Linked DNA regions of Sus scrofa: region 1 is linked to region 2. The links are chromatin contacts, called in public HiChIP or PLAC-seq maps. All regions are on one chromosome and are shown on one strand. The core of a region is the stretch at or near the end of the contact, and the rest is flanking DNA. Distances in the headings are between cores, read along the strand shown. Region 1 holds the start of ZDHHC18 (palmitoyltransferase ZDHHC18). Region 2 holds the start of RPS6KA1 (ribosomal protein S6 kinase A1).

Region 1 (5,192 bases), core at 808-3,307, 250 kb after region 2:
CTGTGCCACAATGGGAACTCCTTTGCTTTTTAATTGACAGAGGAGACTTGGGCATGTGTTTGTAGTCTCAGTGAACAGGAAGAGAGATAGGATATGAGTGGAGGGTTGGCTATGGACAGAAAGAGGGCTACATCTTTAAGATGAAAGGAAAGAATAGATACAAATAGACAAATCATGAGATAGGAGGGAAGCTGACAATCAAGCAAGATAGTTTTGGTTTCTATAAAGTGACAAGGAGCAAGAGAAGGTTTAGGATTAGAAGAAGACCTAGTTGAGGTGGGACAGGAATCTGCACTTGAACCAGTATGTCCATGACTTTGTTTCATGCCCAAGGAGCAAGAGGGGAAGAAGCCAAACAACATGGTTCATTCCAAGATTGGGCTTATCAAATCCAGAACCTTTAGCACCAAGGGCATGGTTGAGTGGCCTTTGGCGTGTATAACAAGTAGTGATCTCCCTTTTTTTTTTTTTTTTTTTGTCTTTTTGCATTTTCTAGGGCAGCTCCCACAGCATATGGAGGTTCCCAGGCTAGGGGTTAATTGGAGCTGTAGCCGCCGGCCTACACCAGAGCCACAGCAACACGGGATCTGAGCCACGTCTGCGACCTACATCACAGCTCACCACAACGCCAGATCCTTAACCCACTGAGCAAGGCCAGGGATTGAACATGCAACCTCATGGTTCCTAGTCGGATTCGTTAACCACTGAGCCACAACGGGAACTCCCAACAATGAGCGATCCTTGAGGTCACTGTTACTGCCTTTCTACCCCTCCACATCCCGTATTCCAACTTCCTCTCTTATTCTCTCCTATTCCAGTCTCCAACTCTCTCTGCCTATACGTTTCTTTAGGTTTTCTAGTAACCCCAGTGTGGCGGACAGACCCTAAGGTGAGCCTCAGTGATTCCTGCCTCCCGGTATTCACTCATTCGTGTGATCCTCTCCTCTTAAGCTCAAGTGGGGCTTGTGACTTGCTTCTAACCTGTAGAATATGGTGAGAACGCTGGGCTGTCACTCCCGTTACATAGGTAAGTTAGGTTATATAAAATTGGGTGTTAGCAGACTGGAGCTAGAGCCTCTCCTCGTGGGCTTGGCGAAGTAACTGGCCATACTGGCAAAAACCGCAGGGCAAGGAACTGTGTGACCTCAAGGAACCGCAAGTGGCCGCTGGGACCTCAGAGAGGCCTCTAGCTGACAGCCAGCAAAAATCCCAGCCCTCAGTCAGAAGTCACAAGGAAATAGTTTTCTGCCAACAAAACCTGAGCGGGTTTGCAGGTGTTCTCTTCTCCAGCTGGGTCTCCAGAGGGGCATGAGCCTTGCTGACACCTTGACTGCAGCCTTCTGAGACTGAGGAAAGGACTCAGCTAAGCTGTGCTGCAGCTTCTGACCTGGAAACTGTGAGATACAAAACCTGGTGTTTTAAACCACTAAATTTGTGGTACTTTGTTACCCACCAATAGAAAACTAATACACTCGGAATTCTTGAAGAACCACTTGGGCCCTGTGGTATCAACCCTGCATTAGGTGATAGGAAAGCTGGACCGCAGAGCTGGGCGAGGGAGGACAGAGGACGTGCCGTACTTCCTCCTTTGGCACGTTGAACTTCAAGACCGTAGTGAACAAGCCGCTCGCTTTCAAAGCGGATTGTGTCCCCTTCTGCCCCCCTGCCTGCCTCTCAAATGCCTGTCCAGCAAGTCATCAGAGATGGGTAAAGCCTGACCCTGGAAATACAGATGCCCAGAAGTAGATCACGAAATCCACCTCTTGAATCTCGGCGCTTGGCACGGTGCCTGGCACACAGGGGACGCCCGACAAAGGGTTTAATCGCAAAAGAAGAGAAAGAGTCCCGAACGCGCCTCTGCTGCGCCATCCTTGTGCAGCAGGCATCGGGCGGCAGGGTATTGGCCAGGGCCCTGGGTCAGGACCGGGCCGCTGGCCCGTGCGCCATCCCGGCCCCGGGCGGAGGGGGCGCTGCGGCGGGAGGCCGCGCGGGGCGGGGCAGGGCGGCCGTGGGGCCGCCCCCTGCGAGCGAGCGCCGCGCGCGCCGCCGCCGCCGCCGCCGCCGCCGCCACCGCCTCCTCTGCTCGGCCCCGGTCCCGGTGCGGCCCGGCCGGCCCGCGGGGCGCGGAGCCGAGGTCCGCGGCTGGCCGCATGAAGGACTGTGAGTACCAGCAGATCAGCCCCGGGGCCGCTCCGCCGCCCGCCTCCCCCGGGGCGCGGCGCCCCGGCCCCGCCGCGCCCCCCGGCCCGGGCCCCGGGCCCCCGCCGCCCGCCGCCGCCGCGCCGCGCTGGAGCGGCAGTGGCAGCGGCAGTGGCAGCGGCAGCATCGGCCGCCGCCCGCGGCGCAAGTGGGAGGTGTTCCCGGGCCGCAACCGCTTCTACTGCGGCGGCCGCCTCATGCTCGCCGGCCACGGCGGCGTCTTCGCCCTCACGCTGCTGCTCATCCTCACCACCACCGTCCTCTTCTTCGTCTTCGAGTGAGTTTGGCGGCGCCCCGCGTCCCCGCCCCCTGAGGCGCCCCATTCCCTCCGGTCCCCTTTGACCCCTGGGGCGCACCCCCCTTGCTCAGGCCTCTCTGGGCGCTCCAGCCCCTTTGGTCCCCTGCTGGGCTCTCCCACCTCCCGGGGCACTCTGCCCTTCCCAGCACCTGCCAGGCTCCTCCCGGGCCGCATCCTCCCTGTGCTTCTCAGAATCTGCCCTCAGGCCTCTCCAATCTCCTTATCTTCTGTCTGTCCTTCCGGGTCCCCTCCAGCCCTCCCAGACTGGTCATCCTCCCATGCTAGTTTGGATCGCCATCTAAGCTGGTCCTCCGGCCCCTCCCTAGCACCCCCATCCTTCCCTGGCACTCTGCCTTTGCTGGCCTCTGCCAGGAACATGGCCCTCCCATGTGCCTCGAGGCCCCCATCCTCTCTGCCCTCTCAGAGCCTGCACCAGGCCCCCCAGCTCCTTGGATGGATCCCCTCTCCTCACCTATCCCCTTGCCTGCCTTCTAGTTTCTTTCGGACCCCGTGGGGCATCTTTTCTTTATATCCCTTCCAGACAGTTTTTGAATTTCTTCCTTATCCTTTGGCCATATTCTCCCCTTTGAAATTTCAAGGCCATCTTCCAGGATCCCTCCAAGGTCCCTCTAGGTCCCCTCTCCACTCTCAGCACTGCCCCCCCACCCCTGTTTTCCCCTTGGCCATTCTCTCTCTAGGCCCTCAAACATCTTTGGGCCACTCAGGCCTCCCCTTTCCTCTCCAGCACCTTCCTTATTTTTTGTTCCAGAGCTTCCTGTCCTTACCCCTGCCTCCCCCAGTCCCCCCAGACATCTCCCAGGCCCCTGCCCCCCACCTCCTGACTCCTGGCTTCCTTTCCCTTCCCAGTGCTCCGGAGCACCCTCTGTCCTGTTCACGGCAGGAACAGCTGCAGTGCCTTGCTATTTTTCAAGAGGCGAGAATATTTTCATGTGACAGGTCATATTTGTCCCCATGGGTTCTTGACCTCTTTATAACCCCAGGGACCCAAGATTGGCCCACACAGTATTCTCCATGTCATGGATGGAGGGGGGGATGCTTGTCGCTTTACCAGGATCACATGTTGGTATGCAGAGTTTTCCACTCTACCCTTGGTTGCTAGCTTGAGCCACCTGTGTCCTGATTCCTTGCCCACCCACCCCATACTACATGAACCCCACTTTCCCCTCCTAGTTCTACCCATCCTCTGTGGTCTTAGTTATACAGGTGGCTAAGAACTCCATCTCTGCAGCTAACAAAGCTGGTTAAATCTCGGGCCCATCATGCACTCAGTGTGTGACTTCGGGGCAGTCACTTCACTTCTCAGATCCCAGCTTCCTCATCTATAAGATGGGGTTTATAATAGTACCCACCCCCTCAGGTTGTCACACGGGTAATGTGAAGTCATGTACCTAAGTTTTTATCTGGTAATAAGCATAGCGGGAGCTATTACTTGTCATCACCAAAAAACCCTTCCCAAGGGCCATGATAAGGCTGCCACAGAGACACTGGTACCTTTTCCAGTGGCCAGATCATATATCTGCATCCTTGGGTTTCCCCTTGAAGCAAGGTGAGGACTTCCTACAAATTAGCTTCTCCCTTTCACCTTTCCTTTCTGACTCAGGGTGGATAGAAAGTTCCAGGATAATTTAACAAGCAGAAGCTCCGGAGAGCCCCGGGCCTCCAGCATGACCCTTGGGCTGAGTTTCAGATCCACCTTGCTGGCCCAGCCCATGTGGCTGCTTTGAAAGTGTTTTTTCCAGCATCCCTCCGGCTCCCCCTGGTCCTCCCAGCCAGGGCTGCAGCCAAGGCAAGAGGAAGTGGTGCTTACTGGGGTTGGTCCCTGTGACCCTGCAGTGTGGGATTCGGGCAGTTCAGCAGCAGGGCCTTCTCTGGGCTGAGGGGATATCTTCAATAGAGACAGATTTGTCTCTAGAGAGGAGGAAGCGAGGACGTCTGGGTTCCTGGAGAGCTCGTGAATCATCTGGTCCTTGTCTCTGCTCCTCCTCACTTGGGGTGGTGGTGTGGGCAGGAGGATTTGGGTTGGGGCTGTACTGGGGTGAAAGCTCAGTGGGTACCTGGCGTATGGGACGCTGTTGATGAGGGCATTGGAGGGCGACAGGAGCTCTGGGGCCTCTGCTGCCGAGCGTGGTTTTCCCCGCTGCTGGGTTGGGTGCATTGTCGCGCAGGCCTCCCAACAGGGCTCCCAGATTCTGCCCTCTGCCCCACCCCCCCACAGCAGCCGGCATGTCCCTTTCATTTCAGGTCAGATCCAAATATTCCCTGGCTCTCCGGATAAGAGCCACAGCCCTGGTGGTGGCCTCGTCTCTGTCCCCATCTCCTCCCAGTGCTCCCATGCTTTCCCTCCCAGGCACATTGGCTTCCTCACACCCTCCTACCTCAGGGCCTTTGCACTGTTTGGGAACATCCTTCCTTCAGACAGCCTCATGGCTGACTCCCTCACTTTCTCTCGTCCTTCCCAGACCATCCCTTTAACCTAGGAAACTGCCCCTCTCCCCTGACCTACTCACCAAAGCACTTGCCAACACCTGACATAGCAAGGCTTTTTGTTAGCTTCTTGCCTGTCCCTCTCCATGAGAACAGTTTTCCCTGTTGTATCCTCTGTGCCTAGAACACGGCCTGGTATGTAGTAGGCACTTGACACAGTAAATACATAATCATACAATATAGCAAGTAC
Region 2 (4,727 bases), core at 181-2,680:
AAGTACTATGTTAATGTTAGCTATAATTATTTATCTAATCACACTAGACTGAATGTAAACTCCATGAGAAGAGGGACTTTCTTTTGTTCATTGCTATATCCACAGCATCTATTTTTTATTTTTATTTTTGTCTTTTCTAGGGCCGCACCCACGGCATATGGAGGTTCCCAGGCTAGGGGCCTAATCGGAGCTGTAGCCACCAGCCTAAGCCAGAACCACAGCAACGTGGGGTCTGAGCCGTGTCTGCAAGCTACACCACAGCTCATGGCAACGTGGGATCCTTAACCCACTGAGCAAGGCCAGGATTGAACCCACAACATCATGGTTCCTTGTCGGTTTTGTTAACCACTGTGCCACCATGGGAACTCCATGGGAGCATCTTAATTTAGGAGAAATTCTCAAGCACTTTGATTTTTAAAAATCCTAATCTGTTCCCACCTGCTGCGTGACCCTGGGTAACTCATACCTTTCGGAGACTGTTTTATGATGTGTAAACTAGGTGGTGGTGAGGATCCAAGGAAATCACACATTGGTGAAACCTGGTTGAAAGAAGGCTTCTGTGAAACAGTCCTGCTTTAGAACAGCTTTTGTAAATGGCCATTCTTCCTCGCCCATGAAAAAAAACAAGCCCATCTCTCCAAGCCCCCACGTGTGAATAAATCTCAGCAAGCCTGGACCCCTAGCACCTCTTTCGGTGGAGGCTGAATCTCTCCAGGGAGACTCTCTCTCCCGGCCTTTTACTCCAAGGGCAGTCCAGTGTCAGTCAATCCTGGGAGCATGGTACCCACTCTCCTTAGAGGAGGCACAAGCCCAAATCAGCCAGAAGCTGGTCCTGCTTCTGGAGAAATTCTGTGTATTAAGACATCACTCTGGGTTCTGATGATGGGGAAACCTTACCTGGGGTTGGGGCGCTGGGATCCCCAGGGGATCTCAGTGTCGGCTTCCGTAAGGGGGATTGTCCTAGGGCCTCCTAATGAGGGCAGTAGGGCCCAGGCTCCTTTCCAGCCTCCGCCTGGGTCAGGGCCAGGTCATTTAGTGTGTCTGTGTGTGGGGGGAGGGGTTGGGAGGAGACGGGAACAGGGCAAACAGGGCGGCTGGAGGGAAAAGGAGCAATTCAAAACGAGCTGAGTCGAGGAGATTGGTGGCCCTGGAGAGGTCAGCGCGGAGGAAACCAGGTCTGAGAGGGAGAAGTCAAGCGGACCTCTCCCGGGCGGAGCAGAAGACCGACCCCGGGCTGGCGGTGGAGGCGGGGCCAGCACTCCCCTAGCAGAGGGGGCGGGGGGTCTGCGCTGGGAATGCCGCGCCGCGGGGGCTGGGGCGTGGCTTTACTGGCTCCGCCCCCGCGCAGGTAGCCAATGGGCGCGGCGGCGCCGGGTGACGGAGGGAGCCGAAGTGCGAGTGCCGCGGCGGCGGCTGTGGTGGACGGCCCAGCCTGAGTGCCGGGGTCTCTGCTGGGGCGAGGGGGCACGAGGGCTCAGAGCCGGGGACCCTGGTACCCGAGAGGCGGCGCAGCCGGCGCCGCCGGTGGAGCTCCGGCGGCCTGGCGGCGGCGCGATGCCTCTCGCTCAGCTCAAGGAGCCCTGGCCGCTCATGGAGCTGGTGCCGCTGGACCCGGAGGTGAGTGAGCTGGGCGGGAGAAGGGCGCTGGCGGCCGGCGAGCCCGGGTCCCTACAGGGGCGGGGCGGCCCGCGGCGCCGCCGGAGCCTGGCGGGCGCCTGCGAGGACGCGAGTGCCCTCCGATCTCTTGGCCCCTCTCCGGCTCCACCCCCTTATGTCCTGGGTGTGTGTGAGCGAGGGACAGTTCCGCCAAGTGCCGAGAAATCCCTTAGCGTGGAGAGGGGATCCCGCGGTGCGCTGAGATCTGGCCTCCCCTTACCTCTCCCTACACCTAGGACCTGTACCGGGAGGTGTGGGAGTTTCCTTCATTAGCCCAGGCGGCCAGCTCCGGGCTGCCAGATGTCTCGGATTCTACAAGAGACAAGGGTCGTAGGACCCCCCACTTCTCCTTGACATCGCGCATCGCCCTACCGGAAGATCTCCCAGCTTTTCCGCTGCTGACCCTAGAAGGATTGCCCCTTTGACCCTGGCAGTTGTGGAATTTGGGGTGACACGGCCCGTCTGGGGCAGAAACTCTTGGTTTTCTTTGCCCCAGGCTAGGGTCAGAGAACACCTGTGTCCCCTGCCCCGGGCTGTAGAGAAGAGAATGGGGAAAAGCCCTTAGTCCTTGTGACGACTATTCCTGGAGAGGGGGAGGACCTTGGTGGCTGCCGCTGCTTCTTGTCCCCCCCCCCCCAATAAGAAGGGTTGGGCCCCTGAGGAGTTTGGCCTCTGCCTGCCTAGCCTCTTCCAGAAGCAACTCCTTCCTGCCCTCTGAGGATTCTGAGATGATAGGCTCCAAACTTGCAAAAGGCCAGCTCTTCCTGTGCTCTTTGACCTCCAGGGTCAAGGTCAAGCCCCTGAACCAGCAGGTGGAGAAAACTTTCTCCTCAGCCTCATTCTGGGAAGTAGGTAGGTGATACTGCCTTTCCAGAGGAGATATGGGGATATGCGGAGGGGAGGGGGTATGGGGACCTCAGTGAGCCTGGGAGCCAAGGTGCTTTTCCCCTGGCTTCAGCTCATAGCCCCTGCTGAGTACACCTCCTTGGTACTTACCTGAGGCAACCACCAAGTGCCTTGCCTCTCAGGGCCACAGATTGAGATCAGAGTGAGGACCCCTGGTGTGCTGCCCCTTTAAAGGGATGGTCACTGCTGACACTGGCTATTGGAGGGTGGGCGCGGCAGGATTAGGTAACCAACCTGAAGGCCCAATTTGGAGTAAATTGCTCTGGGATCCCTGCCATAGGGTTTTTACAGGCCCTGCTCAGCTCAGAGGTTCTCTCGCTGACTCACCCTCTGAGGTGAGGAACACTGCCCTCTGCAGCCCCTATCCACACTGCACCAACCCCCGCCCCCCGACTGGGGCACAAGGGGCTGGGGGGGTTGCTCTGAGGTGGATTCCTTTGCCCTGGCACGCTCCTGCGACCTAGATCTCTCAGAGGAAGGTAGACTGGGAGAGGCCGGGGGGGACCTCAGCTGAGAACATACCGTGTGTTACACTAGCAGGGGAGGCGGACACTCAGGAGCTCAATTCCCAGTCCAGGGCACTACTTCCTGCTTCCCTTTGGGGAATCCTGAGGCAGGGGCCAGGTTTAAACAGGAAACTCAACTCAGTTTTAGCACTACTGCACCCAAACTCTGAGAGGGAAAAACTGGCTTATTTCCTAGGGTTGGAGGGGCTGTGTTTTCTCCAGGAGCTTCTTGGCACTACCTTGGGAATGCTGTGCGACCCTCAGTCAGTCCTTAGCCTCTCTGGGCCACTATTGCTCCAGTGGCCAAGGCTGGGTTCTGGTCTCTACTTTCTGGCTCTGAGAGGGTGCAGAGCCCTGGGTTCTGCTGCCCATTCTCCTCCTCCCCACTCCATGGAGGTGCCAGGTGACAGGGTGTTATTGTTTGGGTAACAGGAGCCATGGGGCAGCCAGGGCGCGGAGTGGGCTGTTCTCACTGGAGAACAGGGCCTCGCTGTTCTTAGCCCAGGTGACATGTAAGTGATATAGCAGCCTGACCTGCAGGTACAGGCGTTGCCGCTGGCTCCTGGCTGGGAAGGAGGCAGGCCAGGGGCTGGCGGGGGCATTTGGCAGAGGCCTGGGACACGGACCGCCCTGCCTTCCCCATGACGCTGCTGAAAATGGGCTGCTGGTGAGGCAGGGCCTTGTCCAGGGTGTGGCCCAGGTGGAGTAAACCCCCTGGAAGTGTGGGTGAGGATTCTGCCTGGTCCTTCGCTGGCCCTGCTGAAAGCCATAACCTTGGCCCCAGGCCCAGCCTCACTGTGTACAGAGCTGCACTATGTGCTACCCACCCCACTTCACCTATGTTACCTTATTCAAATAAAATCATTCTCCGAACAACTTTTCAAGGAAGGGATTATTACCCCCATTTTCACATGGAACAACCGAACTCAGAGAGGTGAACTGGGCTATGAATTAATGTCAGAGTCAGAATTGGAACCCAGGTCCCTCGCTGTCTTCTACCAAGTGGTGGGAGACTTTAAGGACAGGGGAGAACTGGGATCAAGCTGGCCCAGGTGGAAGGTACTCCAAGAGAGGCTCCGGATGTTGGCAGACTCTTCCTTCCAGGCTTTGCCGAGGGCTGGGGATGCCAGCCGGCCCTGGCATCCGGCCCCCAGCTTCCAGCAGCGTGCAGGGCTGCCAGTGCTGGGCTCTGAACCCAACTCCTGGGGCTGCTTCCTGCCTGTAGGGCACGTGCTGGCTTTGTCCATCTGCTGCCCAGCTTCTCTGGACGCTGCCCTGGCCCCTCTTCCCAAGACAGAGCTGCTGAGTTGGAAGGAAGGATGCTTGTTGGAACCCATCTCTCACCTCTGCAGAGGGGGCGCAGTGGTCTGGGGGCCCTCGGCCTCTGGCCCCATGAGCAGTAGAGGAAGAGGGAGGAGAGCAGGTCTCCATCCTCTGAGGCCAAAGGACCTTTCCTGTACCAGACTTTTTAGACAAGGTCCTTCATTCAGTATTCTGAAAGGTCAGTATCATTGTTCCCTTTCATTCATTCATTTGACAAATACCATTGAGCACTTGTCGTGTGAGTAGTACAGTCCAAGCAACAGTACAGCAGTGAACAAGACAGCCCTGCCTTCAAGGTACAGATGAGGAAACCAAGGCTCAGAGAAGTAATGCGAC

What was found. HiChIP or PLAC-seq counts read pairs in DNA pulled down with a chosen protein or histone mark.
Region 1: a contact with region 2 is called in an H3K27ac HiChIP or PLAC-seq map of alveolar macrophages. The contact joins the promoter of ZDHHC18 here to the promoter of RPS6KA1 in region 2. A contact is called at or near these places in 1 of 5 promoter capture datasets (liver), 1 of 47 Hi-C or Micro-C datasets (liver) and 1 of 2 datasets of contacts at active chromatin or transcription factors (alveolar macrophages).

Annotation. Positions count from the first base shown.
Region 1 is chr6:84,151,797-84,156,988 of Sscrofa11.1, forward strand. It overlaps ZDHHC18 (palmitoyltransferase ZDHHC18), which reads left to right and starts at 2,058. Exons shown (of 9, transcript XM_013988799.2): 1 at 2,058-2,476. The coding sequence starts at 2,151.
Region 2 is chr6:83,903,694-83,908,420 of Sscrofa11.1, forward strand. It overlaps RPS6KA1 (ribosomal protein S6 kinase A1), which reads left to right and starts at 1,431. Exons shown (of 22, transcript NM_001243214.1): 1 at 1,431-1,617. The coding sequence starts at 1,555.